Regions from separate parts of the Zea mays genome. Here region 2 is linked to region 1. Evidence: chromatin contacts called from public Hi-C data. All regions are on one chromosome and are shown on one strand. Each heading gives the region's core, a stretch centred on a gene start, on an enhancer-like site or on the middle of the called end of the contact. The rest is flanking DNA. Distances are from core to core; before and after follow the strand shown. Region 1 has its middle 16 kb from the start of LOC109941420. Region 2 has its middle 60 kb from the start of LOC103635516.

Region 1 (7,914 bases), core at 2,268-4,767:
GAAAGTACACCATAACATGGTAAAGGTAAAAAAAGGAGGTATTGACCTTTCTACGTATTTGTACCTTTTGTGTTGCATATGTTTAATATGTAAGGGGGAGTAATGTTATTGTGTTGCACTTTACCTGCTTAATACCCTGTTGTCCCTTGACATCATCCTATGTTCTTGCTTGGGTTTTGGTGTTTGATGTCAAAGGGGGAGAATTCGTGCATTAAAGCTTACCTCGACCTGAGAGGAAAGCTTATCCTAAGTGTGAAGAGGCTTATCCTAAGTGTGAAGAGGGTGAAGATTAAAGATTAATTTTCACTGTGTGCTAAAGGACTCAAAGGAGTTTCCTTGAGTTCCCTTGATCTTAAGGAAGAATGTGTTAGTTTTGTTGATAATACTTATCATAGCTTCTTGTTGTATTATATGGTAATAGTACATAATTAGTGCTTCCAATGATATGAATCAATTAGAATCTATTGTGTTTGTCATGTAATAGATATTCATATGGTTCTGGTGCTTTAATTGGTGTCACACCCGGGTTTTAGGGGCACCAAGACCCGGGCGCGAACATAAACACCAGATATGCTGGGACCAAGTCTCACACATATGATGTATAGTGGCACAGGATCGAATGTCACATCTTTATATATAACAGGAGTTCTATACAAAATAAATATTTACATTATAAGGAGACAACGGTCCAGCAACCCAAAGTTGACTGGGAGACGACGGCCTAGACCTCTCATGAACACATCGCAGCAACCTCCAAGCGCCTCATCCTGCGGTACCTGTTCTTGACCTGTGGGGGGGTGTGAGACAGCAAGAGTGAGCTCACATACGTTCATCGCTCAACAAGTTGTGGGGAATAATGTGCATGAACTCGCCAAAGGTGGGAGCTCATGTGAAGTGTAAGGCTTACCAAAGAGGATGGCTGAAGCTGAGCATTGCTTTTAAAGTTGGTCAAAATTTTATTAGCCATTACTAAGTATAAGTAAATACCAACCCAATTAAATAGTAGAACAGAGGTAACAACATCACCTGCGATGCAATGCATATGACAAATTGAATTTAAGTTCCATAGATTAATCATGTGAGGGTCCGAGCTGCTCATGACCGTGAGCACGGCTAGTATACCAGTTTTACACTCTGCAGAGGTTGCGCATCTTTACCCACAAGTCATGTTACCCATCTGCCAAGGGATCGCGACTTTCCATACACCTCTACCGAGGAGGCGAGGCAGGGTAACACTACGAGGCCTTTACAAAGTTCCACTAGCTTCAGAAAACCCGCTACAGTTTATAGGAAGCTCCAATGCAGGAATCCCTTGCAGGACCGCCATCGCAGCAAAATCCTCCCGAGGGCCTCCCTACACTGACCACTCCCCTACTGCCCTTGCCCCTTTCGGGTAAGGTAGTCTTCCACTAGCTTTCCTAATTAATCGGCCAAGGGCGTCCCATTAAACCCTTGTGGTAGCACTGTTTTCCCGGGTGGTCGCTCCATGTTCCAATTAACATAATGATCTTATCATGAACGATAAATAACAACGGATAACAAAAGTATAATCATGAGTAATGTATCTTCATACCCAAAACCACATAAAGCACTAGCAAGTACTACCCAAAAAGTTCAGTGATAAACAAGGTATAAAGATAATCAAACTAGGGTAACCTATTGGGTCCCATCAAAATTAACCTATGCAGATCATTATGATTAATTAGAACATGAGTGGGTAAAAAGAAGTGATCAAGGGCACAACTTGTCTGGGACTTGAGATTCCAGGTACCAGGATGATCTTCAGATGACTCGTGACCTCACGCTAGTCGTAGCAATACAAACAAACATGGTATAGGCAAAATTAACATTACACCAAACATATATGCAAAATACATATTAATAATCTACATATTGAAATAAGATCATGGGAACATGGATTATTAATTTTGAAGTTATAGATTTTAAGTTATGAATTTCTGAAGGTTTTATGTGTTTTATACAAGATTAAATAGGATATAACTTTTTTTGTGACAAACATGTCAAAACAGTGGTACTAAATGATAAACAATAATATTACAAAATTATAGGAATTAGAATGGATTCATTTGGACTTTATATGAATTTTCTATGAATTTAACCAATTCTAACATTTATTTCTACATTAAAAACCCATTCTATATTTATTTTTCTAATTTTTCCAACACTCTGAACTGGGCGCGAATAACAGAGAAACACAGGGGCTATTTCATAAAAATTCCTTAGACTCAGAAGTATTCCGCGGGGGACGGCGGGTTGATTCTTGAAAAGTGGAGGGGCTCTTTATGAACTTTGCCACGATGAAGGGGTATGAGATTACCTGGGTCGCTCGATTTCCAATATACGGCCTGGATTAGAAGCTTTACTATCCGAACCGGTATGCGATCGCCACCGTTGGATCACAGATCCACGCACTGGACTTAACACCACTGAGATCTAATCTGCTCCGTTGGACTCAGTATGAACGGCCTAGATCACTACCCCGAGGCGATACGAGCCGACCAAATCACAACCGTCCAGATTGGATCGGATGGCTCGCGCCTGTCTCCATCCTTCCTACTACCAGACACGGCGGCGCCTGCAGACACACGAACGCCGACGTCGCTGGCGCTCGGTGGTGCGGGGCGGATCCGAATCCCAACCGTCGTCTCGAAAGGGAGGTTCTGCAGGTGAGCCGGATTCGAGTCCCACCCCGACGGCTGAATCCGGCTGAATTCCTCTCGCAGGAGCAGGGAGTGGTCGTGGCCACGGAGCAAGAACGCGCAGGAGGGGCAGAGGTAGTCGCGGCCACCGGCCTCGAGGCAGCGCTCCACGACGTTGGCGTCCATGGCCACGCCGGCGAGTTAAGGGTGCGACAGACCTGTTCCACTGGACCACGCACCTCGATGACGTGCGCGGAGGACGAGGGCGTTGGTCTTCCTTCCGCCCAGCAGATTCCATGGCTCTCGAGATCTCCGTGCTTGCCCCGAACAACCACATCGGCGAGCAAACCAGGTTGCGGCCCTGGCGGACGGTGGCGGCGGTGCTGCTGCCCTTGTCGCGGCGCGGTCAACAGCAATTTCTCTGCCCTGGCGAGGAATTACGGCCGCGATTCACGGCATCTGGGCATGGCGAGATGACAAGCATGCGCGGCGCAAACAATCGAGTCCCCGCGACCCAACTGCGAAGACTCTACGATGCCGCATGCTAGTCCCCGCTGTTGCCGTCACCTAGCTTCATCCTCACGGCGGCCATGGTACTCAACAGAGAATAATCCAGCAGGGGAAAGGATCGATCTGCACACATAAATACAGGGGAGGAGCTGGGGACGCAATCCTAACAACTCCGCGAAAATAGCAACAAATCCCCAGCCGATTCCCCCCAGGCCGGTTCCGGATTCTGCTCGATTTTCTACCGATTCCGTGGATTCCGTTTTGGCTGCAGCCCTGGCTTCGTTTGGTTACCGTGGAGAGGAAAGAGCTAACGCACTGGTCCCACCCATCAGTGGCTGGCGAGCATGCGTTTGTTTGAGAAGAGGTGCAGCAGCATGGGCCCATGTGGCGGTGACCAAGCGAGTGTAAGGGAGTGTTTGGCCGAGCGGGCTGATGCGCGGACCTCGCGAATGGCTGACCTGCGGGCCATACTTGTCGGCACGCTGGCCGGTTGGGTGCTCACATAAGTGGGCCAACATGCTAGGGTTTCGTGGGCTGTGCGGGATAGAATCTGAAAATGGACCAGGAATAAGAGTTGCAGCCCGGATAAGCTTTTCTCATTTTCTTTTTCCTGTTCTATTTTATTTTAGTTGTTTCTCTTTTTTTTATATTCAAATTCAAAATTGAGTTCAACTTTCAAACCAGATTTATGTCCAAACACATGCAATAAAATGTATTTGGTTATTTATTTACCATTTTTTTATTATTATACTCCTTTAGTTAAACGTCCCAAATCAAATAGTAGATAGTAATTCATATTATTGATTTTAGGAAATATCATTTTTGAGTGTGTGGTCATAATAAAAAAAACTTCAAATGGTTATTTGTTGATTACTTCTTGATTTCTGTTAAGAGGGGGGTAATATATTTTCTAATAAAGTGACTTGGGTATTTGGAATGGTATTTCTAACTGTATAGATTACGGGAGGAATATTCCAAGTAAAAAAATAGATTATTATTTTGAGATTCATCAATGACTCCCAAAATAGGATTTTGGGTGTTACAATTGGTATCTTAATTGTGAATAGTGGTAGGTTGATATTCATGTGGTATATCCAATTAACTAGTGTTTAATTCTGATTCTGTGCATGTGTGTGTTATATGCATCACAGTTTAATTCTTGAGACAATGCAACCCACACGTGCTAAGGTGTAGTTATGCTTCGAATTAGCCTAAGTATGTGCAATTTGGCATATAAGGCCAAAGTTGAGATTTTAATGTAAGCACATATTTAGGGGGAGCATTCTATAAACTTAGAATTCAAAATTTGAGCTTTAAATCTTATTCTTGTGTAAGCTTTAATTGGGTTGCCATCAATCACCAAAAAGGGGGAGATTTAAAGCTCTCTTGTGGGTTTTGCTGTTTAGATGACAACTCAATTAAAGTACTAACAAGTATGCTAAGTGTTGAATAGGTGCTTAATGCAAAGCTAACAGAGTTCAACACAAGTGAACAAGTGTGATGGTCCAAAGACTAGATTATCTATAGATAATGGACATCACAAGTAAGATGGACATTGCTTAAGTGAGGCTCGATGTGCATAACTCAGAGACAACCGATCAAGCCAAGGATGGAGGCAAGAAGAGCTTCGAGGTACCGAGTGCCCGGGAGAAGGTCAAGGAGACCAGGAACCCAAAAGCCAGGGGTGAAGAAGAAGACTTGCAAAGTCAAGGTTAATCGAGTTAAGAAGAGTTATGGTGCATCAAGGATCACTACCTAAGGACATGACTTACAACCAATAAGGTAACATCTACAATTATGTGGTGTAAGTAATAAAGCTCAAGATCAAGCTCTAGAAGTGAACAAGGTATGTTTTTTGGACTTAATGAATTGTTTTGTTCACTAACATGGTTATCTGAGTGCTAGAAACAGTGCCAAGAAAAGAAGAAAAGAGTTGGAGAAGATATGGCTTTGTATAGCTAAATCCAGCACCAGCCTGGCACACCGGACTGTCCGGTGGTGCACCGGACAGTGTCTGGTGCCCTAGGCTGACTCAGCGGTGGACTACCAGCTCTCGGGAATCTGTGGGGAGTTGTGGCTAAAATTCACCGGACTGTCCGGTGGTGCACCAGACTGTCCAGAGAGTCTGAGCTGCCCGAGCCAACGGTCGAAAGCGTAATCAGCGGGCGACACCTGGCCTGAGCCAACAGTCAGTGGGTGCACCGGACTGTCCGGTGCGCCAAACGGTCTGAAGGCGCAACGGTCGGCTTCGCCAGAAAAGGAAGGAGATCGGGCACCGGACAAGCACTGTTCATGTCCGGTGGTGCACCGGACTGTCCGGTGTGCCACCCGACAGAAAGCAAGGATTGCCTTCCAAAAGGAATTCTAACGGCTCCTAGGCCCCTTGGGTCTATAAAAGGGACCCCTAGGCGCCTCCAACAATGACACAAGAGCAGCCAACAATTGTATACATCATTTGGATCAATTCTCTCTCTCCCTCTCGTGTATATCTCTCTAGTTTGTGCACATGCAAAGCTATAAGCCTTTAGAGAGTGAAGAAGTGCTGCTGAGAGCAAGAGTAAAGTCTTGAGCGCATTGTTACTCTACCAGAGTGCTGTCAAGAAGACTGTAAGTAGCCACGGTGTTGTTGTAACCAATATCAACATAGTGGAAGGCTCTATCTGTCATACTGACATATCTGAGCAAAAGGAGGAAGGAGTTGAAGTAGACTCCAAGCCTAGGTGTGGCTAACTCCAACAAGGACTAGGCAAGCATTTCAGGCTTGGCCGAACCTCGGGATAAATCCCTGCGTCTGTGTGCTCTGCTCTGTGTTGTGTGCTGATTCTCTATCTTTCTTACTCTTTATATCTGCACTTCAACACTTATTTGTGGTACAAGTTATATTTGAAGTGCAGGGCATTTTAAGACAGGATCTTCTATTCCGCTGCAACCTACTCGAAGAGTTTTTCATTCCACTGTGATCCAGACTTTGAGTAAGAATTTAAGTTGTAAAGTGATAATTATTATTCGCCTATTCACCCCCCTCTAGGCGACATCCAGATCCTGTTCCCGGGTATAGGGAACTTTCATCTTTGCCGAGTGCCAGCGGACAGGCACTCGGCAAAGTATATATTTATGATCTTTGCCGAGTGCTCCACGTTAGACACTAGGCAACGAAGGTCTTTGCCGAGTGTCAACTTTAGACACTCGGCAAAGCATATTTCTATTTTTTTCTTTTCCCTTACCAAACTTTTTGTGGTATGTTCCTACAGTATGTAGACCTACATGTACCATTTTGGGACAATTATAACAGTGTTTTCAATAGCTAGTAGATTTAGTTCGTTTATTTGAATTTCTTCGAAAAATTTAGATTTGAACTGCAAGTCACTCAAAACTTGGATAATCGTGCATGCAAAAATGATACACATGTTATTTAGCACAAGTTACGACCGATTTCAGGAGCGGATCGTAAACTTCGAGCAACATGCTCACTAAACATGGTCGTGAACTTGCCATCCACATGTTTAAAAATTGTATAAAACACAAAGAAAGTCAGAAAATCATGAAACTTGTCCACGTGTCATGATATCATATGTAGAGGCAGTGATAAAAATTTGAAAAAGTTTCGAGAAAACTGTGACGCACTATGTGTAGAAACCTAAGAGATCCACATTGAAACTCTATGATTTCATGTGTAGATCTCTTAGGTTTCTACACATAGTGCGTCACAGTTTTCTCGAAACTTTTTCAATTTTTTATCATAGCGTCTACATATGATATCATGACACGTGGACAAGTTTCATGATTTTCTGACTTTGTTTGTGTTTTATACAATTTTTAAACATATGGATGGCAAGTTCACGGTCATGTTTAGTGAGCATGTTGCTCGAAGTTTTCGGTCCGCTCCTGAAATCGGTCGTAACTTGTGCTAAATAACATGTGTATCATTTTTGCATGCATGATTATCCAAGTTTCGAGTGACTTGCAGTTTAAATCTAATTTTTCCGAAGAAATTCAAATAAACGAACTAAATCTACTAGCTATTGAAAACACTGTTATAATTGTCCCAAAATGGTACATGTAGGTCTATATAGTGTAGGAACATACCACAAAAAGTTTGGTGGCCAAAAATAAAAAATAAAAATATGCCTTGTCGAGTGTCAATAGAAGACACTCGGTAAAGACCTTCTTTGCCGAGTGCCAGATATTTGACACTCGGCAAAGAATTTGCTTTGCCGAGTGCCGGCTTTCGGCCCTCGGCAAAGGCTGACGGTCGTCAGCTGTGGACAGCCGCTAACGGCCCTTTGCCGAGCGCCGTCTTTGTCGAGTGTTTGCCGAGTGTTTCTCTGTGCCGAGTGTCCTGCACTCGGTAAACAATCTCTTTACTGAGCGCAGGACTTTGCCGAGTGCCCGAGAAAAAGCACTCGGCAAAGAGGCTGGCACTCGGCAAAGGCCCGGATTCTGGTAGTGCCGTGTGCGCAGGGTGGCGGCGTTCGTCAATGGCATCTGGATCTCGCCTCAGTGAGTAGAGATCCTAGGATTTGTCTTGTGATCGGCAGACGACCCAAGACGCCTTTAGATGACGTAGAGTCAAAGAGAGGTGAAGGCTATGTTATTGTCTACTCCTAGGGCAAAAATTAAAAAATGAAAGATATATTGATTTGATTCATATATATATATAAGTGAGAGGTCTGGATATCCACTCTTAGGCGTTCCCCAACAGAATCCGCAAGATTAGAGGGATAAACACGCGCGGAAAAGGGGT
Region 2 (7,914 bases), core at 2,869-5,368, 140 kb after region 1:
TAACGCCCAACAAGTCCTTCGCGAGCGTGCTGGCGTCATTCGTCCGCTTGGGGTTGGCGTGTTGCGGGGAAACGACGCTCGTCTTCGTCTCAGACGCGAGGTCAACACCCGACGTGTCCCCTGCTGGGGCGCCGGCGTCGTCGACTCGCTCGACAGCCAATGAGGTGCCGCCTCCTGCTTGGCCATGGTTGCCACGCCTCCTCCTCCTGCGGCGGGGAAGGTGACGGGACTGACCCAGATGCCGTTCTTCCGCCACGCGGGGAAGACGTCGTCGATTCCTCCGCCGTCGGGCGGGCTGGCGGCCGTCATTGTCGTTGTCGCGCGGCGGAGGAAGGAGTACCATGTCGTAGCTGCCGTCGAGGGACATGAACTCGAGACTCCCAAAACGGAGCAGCGTCCCGGGCTGGAGAGGTTGCTGGAGACTACCCATCTGGAGCTTGACGGGAAGCTGTTCGTCAACACGCAGCAGGCCCCTACCTGGCGCGCCAACTGTCGGCGTTTCGGCCCCGGGGGGTCCCTGGACCGACGAGTAAATTGTCGCTGCGTGTCCCAGCCCAGATGGATCGGCGCGAGATGGAACACAATGGGAAAAAAGGGGAACCGCGGCTCGTGTTATCCTGCGCCCAGGGCGGATGCGCTTGCAGTAGGGGGTTACAAGCGTTCGCGAGGGAGAGAGAGAGGGAGCCTGTCCGTCAGCCCGTTCTCTCGCGCGGCCACCTTCTCGTACGAGGGCCCTGGACCTTCCTTTTATAGATGTAAGGAGAGGGCCCAGGTGTACAATGGGGGGGTGTAGCAACGTGCTAACGTGTCCGACAGAGGGGAGCCAGAGCCCTATGTACATGCCGACGTGGTTGTCGGAGTGGTGTTAGTGCCCTGTGCATGTGATGTCGTGGTCATCGGAGGAGCGCTTGAGCTCTGTAGAAGCACAGCTGTCGGGGCTGTCGGGTCCTTGCTGACGTCTCCTTGCTTCCATAGGGGGCTGAGAACCGCCATCGTCATGGGAGCACGCGGGGTGCCATCATTACTCATTTACCGGGGCGAGCAAGATGGGACACCGGTCTTGTTCCCCGTAGCCTGAGCTAGCTAGGGGTAGGGTAATGATGTGCCCCCCTGTAACGTGGTCAGTCCGAGCCCAAGGTCGGGTGAGGCGGTGACTCCTCCGAGGTCGAGGCTGAGTCCGAGCCCTGGGGTCGGGCGAGGCGGAGACCGTCTTCCGGGGTCGAGGTTGAGTCCGAGCCCTGGGGTCGGGCGAGTCGGAGACCGTCTTCCGAGGTCGAGGTTGAGTCCGAGCCCTGGGGTCGGATGAGGCGGAGACCGTCTTCCGGGGTCGAGGTTGAGTCCGAGCCCTGGGGTCGGGCAAGGCGGAGCTTCCTATGGCGCCTGAGGCTGGACTCGGCTGCTGTCAGCCTCACCCTGGCGGGTGGCACAGCAGTCGGAGCAGGGCAGGCGGCGCTGTTTTCCTGTCAGGTCAGTCAGTGGAGGGGCGAAATGACTGCGGTCACTTCGGCCCTGTCGACTGAGGAGCGCGTGTCAGGATAAGGTGTCAGGTGATCCTTGCATTGAATGCTCCTGTGATATGGTCGGTTGGCGTGGCGATCTAGCCAAGGTTGCTTCACTGTGAAACCTGCCCGAGCTGGGCCTCGGACGAGCCGAAGGTGTGCCTGTTGCTTGATGAGGCCCTCGGGCGAGGCGTGAATCCACCTAGGTCTACTGTTCCTGCCCGAGGCTGGGCTCGGGCGAGGCGAGACCGTGCCCCTTGAGTGGATGGAGCTTTGACCTGTATTGCGCCCATCATGCCTTTGTAGCTTGTGCTGATGGTGGTTACCAGCCGAGTTTAGGAGTCTCGGGGGTACCCCTAATTATGGTCCCCGATAGATAATAACACCCACAATGCAATGCAAATGACAAATTGAGTTTAATTCCATAAGTTAATCATGTGAGTGTCCGAGCCGCTCATGATCGTGAGCACGACTGATATACCAGTTTTACACTCTGTAGAGGTTGCACATCTTTACCCATAAGTCGTGTTACCCATTTGCCACGGGGTTGTACGGACCCCATACACCTCTACCGAGGAAGCGAGGCAGGGTAGCACTACGAGGTCTTTCCAAAGTTCCACTAGTTCGAGAATACCCACTACGGTTTCAGGAAGAAGGAAGCATAGGAATCCCTCGTCCGAACTGCCATCGCAGAAGTTCAACCCGAGAACCTCCCTATACTCTGCAGTGACGCCTCTCCGCTAGCCCCTTTCAAGTAAGGTAATCTCTCCTTAGCTTTCCTAATTACTTAGCCAAGGGCGTCCCATTCCACCCTTGTGGTAGCACTGTTTTCCCGGATGGTTCTCCATGTTCCAATTAACAAAATGATCTTGTCATGAACAATAATTAAAACAACAACATAATTGGAACATGATCATAATTCAAATGTAACATTAATCCCAAAACTAGGTAGAGCAATAGCAATACTACCCAATAGTTCATTTGTTTGCAAGGTGTGGGATAAACAATACTAGGGAAACCTATTAGGTCTCGTCAAATTAACCTGAGCATGTCACAGTGTTTAACAGGAACATTAAAAGTGATCAAGGGCACAACTTGCCTTAGACTCGAGATTCCCAGGTACTTCGCCAACTTGGTCTTCAAGTGACTCGTAACCTCGCTGCTACTCGTAGCAATACAAACAAACATAGTACAGGCAAAATTAACATCACACCAATCATGAGAACATATTGCATAATAATTATCTACGCGTCGTAACGAGATCGCAGGTTCGAGAACCACTAAATTCGGAGTTACGATTTAAGAGTTATGGCTTTCTAAATATTTAGGTGTTGGTCATAAAACAAGATGAGTGTATGATTTTACTACATGTGACATAAAAAATATGTTACTAACTAATAAACAATATCAGTATGAGTCGATTGCAACTGGAATGGATTAAAAGGAGTTAAACTAAATTACTTATGAATTAAACAAGGTTCTAGAATTATTTTTATACTAGAAATGCTTTTCTTTATTAATTTTACTCATTTTATTCTATCCTTGGACTGCGGCCACTATTTCAGAAGAGTTTAGGGTTTATTTTGTAAATTCTAGGACTTCTTTGTAACACTCTCGCAAAAGGGCTGGACGGCAGGTTGATTGTGTAGGAATCCGGGGTCTCTTATGCAAAATACCCTGGGCGAACGGGTATCGGGCACCCAAATCCGCCCGATTCAAGTCCAACCGCCCAGATTAAATGGAGCCTCTTAATGAACCGGTACGCGACACGGGCCACACGAACCGTGATGAATAGATACGATTTAAAACAACGACATTGATTCTCCTACCCAGGATCTGAATCAGACGACCGAAATCCTATTGATCGAAGGGGTACGCTATCGGCTAATCACGTTCGTCTAACACCGGATCAACGGTCGACATCCCCTCTCTTACCTATGACACCACCGCGGCGGTGGAAGCGAGCACCACGTCGGTGCTCCCGCTGACGCACGCCAATTTCGAGCCCTGGTGCACCCACTCCCCATTTTAGCATGGCAATGCGCTGAGTAGTCAACGACGAACTCATGGAAGAAGGACTCACCGACACAGGTGAAGCAACGACAATGGCCCATGGAGGGGGCTCCACGGAGAAGCCAATGCTCCATTGAGCAATTGATCGGGCTTGGACGACAATCTCCGCCTGCAAAGCCTTTGAGAAACTCCTTGGACGATCTATGCACGGCCCAGAGCTGATCCTGAGGTATCCTCGACGGCGAAGCAGAGCTCCACCCGCATCGGCTTCACGATGGTGGTCCACCCTTCTAGCATGACACGGGCGGCGGTGTGATATGAGGTGGGGCGGTCTCGGCTGGGTTTGTGGGAAGGACAATGACTCACAATATATAGGCTCCTAGCCGTGATTCCACCGAGATGGCTGGGGATTCCTGTTGAGTCTGTTGAGATTGCCGCACCATCCGCGGGGAAGATGAACATGGCCACCCGACCCCACGTGCAAGAGACATAGCTAGAAGGAAGGAGTTATGTCAAGCGGGGCCCACAAACCAGCACGCAACAACCCGCGCGTGCTTTGTGAGACTGTGAGCCGGGGCCCATCATTTGGCGCGGGGCAAGTACCTGCAACGCGCGCCGCGAGAGCGTGGTGAGGCTGTCCCATGGGCCCCACCGGCAGTGACCCGCAGGAGAACCAGTGTGGGATTGCTAGGCCGAGGGATGTGGTTTAAAATGGGTCGGCGCGATGTAAACGACCCAAATACAGGTTTGCTCACGTTTTCTTTTCTTTCATTTCCAAATTTTTGTTTCTCCATTTTAATTTGCAGATTTTAAATTTGAATTCAGAGTTGAGATTTTCAATTTCAACTATGCACAGTCAAAATCCAAGTATGATGCAAAGTATATTTATTTATTTATCATCAATAATATTTATTTATTCACTAATATTTTAGCATGCCCAATCCATGAAAGGACTAATTTACTCACTTTAACAAAAAATATCTTCTTGTCATTTCTTTTCTTAGATTCCATATTCCAATTATAGTTTCAAGATTCAATTCTAGCTTTGAATAATTAGAATATAATATCACTATTAATTTATTTTAGGAGAATAATTTCAAAGATAATAAAATTTCTATTCAAAAACTTTTGGAAGATCATTTTTTTGTTTTAAAAATCTAAGATAGAATTCCGGGTGTTACAGCGGGGCAGCCCTGCACGGGCGTGGCTCGCCCTTGGTGTGCGCTACGTTGCCAGCAGCACATAGAAGTGCCGGCGCGGGCACTACTGTTCATGCGAGCGGGCCTGGTGCAAGCTGCCTTCTAGGCCTGCGGTGCCATCTGATCACACGCAAGTTCCATTGATAGGGTTGAACGGGGAGGATTTTTCTTTCTTTACTTTAGTGCAACTGCATCGGCTATTCTGCTGTCTGCTTTTCGCTGACAGTGATGGCATGGAATGGTTGCTTTTTTATTTGTTAAGTAATCATAGAATCATCGATGGTATAATTTAAGAATTTTGCTATTTTTCTGTCGGTTGTTTCCCCTTTTTGTGTGTGTGTAGAACTGTAAGATTATAGGCCATTGGTTGTGCTTTCAGGTTGTGCGGATTGTTCAGGAGATTTTGTACAAAACAAACTAGATAAGAATGGGAGAGGTTTTTATTGGTGGTTCTTAAACTGAAGTCAGTAAAAATATGGTCTTTTATATTGGCGGTTTGTTGCAGCTCTCTATGTTCCAACGGCTGTTTGTAGCTGTGAAGCGCTTCCTAAACTGAAGTCAGTGAAAATAGTTTAAGACTATAATCCATCCTTCCTAAATTGAAGGGTTCTTAAACTGAAGTCAGTGATATATCAGTCGTACTCACGGATAAGAGTAGTATGGACCCTCACGTGATAATTGAACTGGAAGACGGAAATAAATCGTGATCAGTTTTGTTTAAGTGGTATGCTTAATTGGTTCACTCAAGTGATTGAGCCCCATGTCGTGTTCTATTTTGGTTTAAGTGGTTCTATACTTTATGTTGATGATATATATGCTGATGATTATTGATTATGCTTAATATGAGTTTGTTATATACTTATACTTAGTAATCAAGTGTGGATACTAAAATGTTGACCACATTAAATTTTAGACTTATCTTGTTATCCTTTCATTTTTCACCCAACTTGTTGAGCCTCCACCATAAGTGAGCTCACCCCTTGCTTAGTTTTGATTAGAAGTTTGCAGATAAAGATTATGATGGTGAACTTGATGGATGCTAGTCTAGTGATACCCCCGGTCATCTTCCAGTGCAAGGATGCCCATGTTCTGATGTACTATGATGAGTAATAAAGGTTAAGACGTTATGTCGATTCGAAGTATAATATGTTAAAATAATCTTTATTTACGCTTTATGCATTGTTTTTTGACATATTACACTTGTGACGTCAACATATGTGTGAAAATAGATCCTGACACACATATTGTAACACCTCAAAACCATCAACTAAATCAATGCATTTAGATTATTGGTGGTAAATATAGTAAATAATTTTTCTTTCAAGTGTTTGATCTTATTTACTTTTAGAATATTTTTGTTTGCTCATATTTGATTGATGGTTGTCTTTGTAGAATTTCTTTTATATTGAAATCACAATTAGTTAATATGAGAACTTTGGTCCAAAAATAAATTCTTTAATGGTAATATTTTTGGGTATAATTATTATGAATTTTCAAAAACATTTAAAAACATATTTATTTATATTTTTGGAAAATAGGGATAAAATAAAAAAACCTAGCCAACCGGTTGAACCGACCCCTCACCCTTTCTCTCACTTACACGCGGGGCCCACCCCGACCCTTCTTCCTCCTCGTGTTGCGCTTGCGCGCGACTCGCGCCGCCGCCATGCCCTGCCCCAGCCCGGACGAGCAGACTCTGGCCATGCGCCCGACCCTGGCCCGTGTCCCCTCATCTCCTCCGAGCCGGAAACGACCGAGTCTCTCCCCCTTCCTCTCCCCCCATTCTCGCTCCCATTGATGAAGCCGCCATCAATGGCTTTGATATCCGTCGGCCGTCCCTTCTCCCTAGCACCCTCTCTCTCTAAAAGACTAGGTCGAGCCCTCTCCCCCTCCCCTCATCCAAATCCTCACCTCCCCCTCACCGCGACCGCGCCGTACACCGCCATTCGCCATTCACCGGAGCCCCTGCGCGCCTCGCCATCCGTCGTGTCGAGCCCTTCCTCGTCGCGTCCCCCAGCCGCCCGGACCGTCCGCGCCCGCTCGACGTCACCAGAGCCGTCCCGCTCCCACTCGCCGAGCCCCCCTGCGCGCGAAGGCTAGCCTGAGGTAGAAGATGACTATTTTGCGTTTTAGTCCCTGGATTTGTGTAAATTTTGTTCAGTTCAGAAACCATTAAAAAGATATCCCCGTTTAATTCTTGCTACTCACTGATGTATACGTTTAATTGTGAATCAGCCCCTGCAACAATATTTTGGATATGGACATTATTTTTATATTTCGAAAATAAATAATGTCACGACTCATTAACTTTGTGATTTAGTACTAGAAACGTTTGCGATTAATTTCTCATTTTGGTGCATAAATTAATATTATGTTAGTAGTTGTTTAAGTGTAGTTTTACTGATATAAGAAATTATTGAAAGAGGTACTAGGTCACATCTTCTTGGTCAGGTTAAAATTTAGATTTTTGCTAGTCATGATACATATGTTCATACGCATATCGCTTATTCACTAAGAGTTAGTAGAATATCTATTTATGTCGAAATAGCCATGATTATGTTACTAAAGTCCAAAATTAGTAGTTTACATTAGTTCTTAGAATATTAATGTTATGTGATTTATAAATAACATTGTAACGATACATATATTTTCCATTCAGAAAAGAAAGGATAAAACTAAAAGAATATTATTAGTCATAAAGAAAAAAATTAATTGGTAATTTATTTCTGTAGAATTGGTCAAGTCATTTCATCTAAGCTATGTTAGGTAAACTACTTTTGTAGTCGCATGTCCTTATAACTTTCACCAGTGATAATTCAAATTGGAGATTTTAGTGGATTACTAAAATAATTATGATTTAGGCACTATCTATAAGTATAGTTTGTGTGGTATATGATTGTTCATATAATGGTGAATGTTACCCATGTAATGGTGTATGTTTTCTTTTGTATGTACTATATGTGAATCGATATTAGAAGCTGACTGTGTGGTAGACGAACCAAATATGTTCGAAGATGACCCACAGGACACGTTCGAGCAAGGCAAGTGGATTCTCCATCTGCATTTCTATTTGTACCCAAGTAATGCATAAAATAATGTTTACCTTTCGGATATTTGCATAATTTGATGGGATTTGTCTAAATAGGATTTTTCTAGAAATACCAACCCTATTCCTTGATTACCCTGGGATAAATACTACACTT

What was found. A called contact is a pair of places that touch in the nucleus more often than the background predicts.
Region 2: a Hi-C map of leaf mesophyll shows a contact between it and region 1, with 2.5 times the contacts expected there. The contact joins two enhancer-like sites. A contact is called at or near these places in 2 of 25 Hi-C or Micro-C datasets (endosperm and leaf mesophyll).

Annotation. Positions count from the first base shown.
Region 1 is chr8:88,319,229-88,327,142 of Zm-B73-REFERENCE-NAM-5.0, forward strand. No RefSeq gene overlaps it. Among protein-coding and RNA genes, the nearest start is that of LOC109941420, 16 kb to the left of the region's middle. Within about 2 kb of position 3,518, at least 19 of the 20 cell types and tissues checked have an H3K27ac peak or open chromatin away from gene starts, as enhancers often do. A contact at or near this core is called in leaf mesophyll, where this site is marked.
Region 2 is chr8:88,462,518-88,470,431 of Zm-B73-REFERENCE-NAM-5.0, forward strand. No RefSeq gene overlaps it. Among protein-coding and RNA genes, the nearest start is that of LOC103635516, 60 kb to the left of the region's middle. Within about 2 kb of position 4,119, at least 16 of the 20 cell types and tissues checked have an H3K27ac peak or open chromatin away from gene starts, as enhancers often do. A contact at or near this core is called in leaf mesophyll, where this site is marked.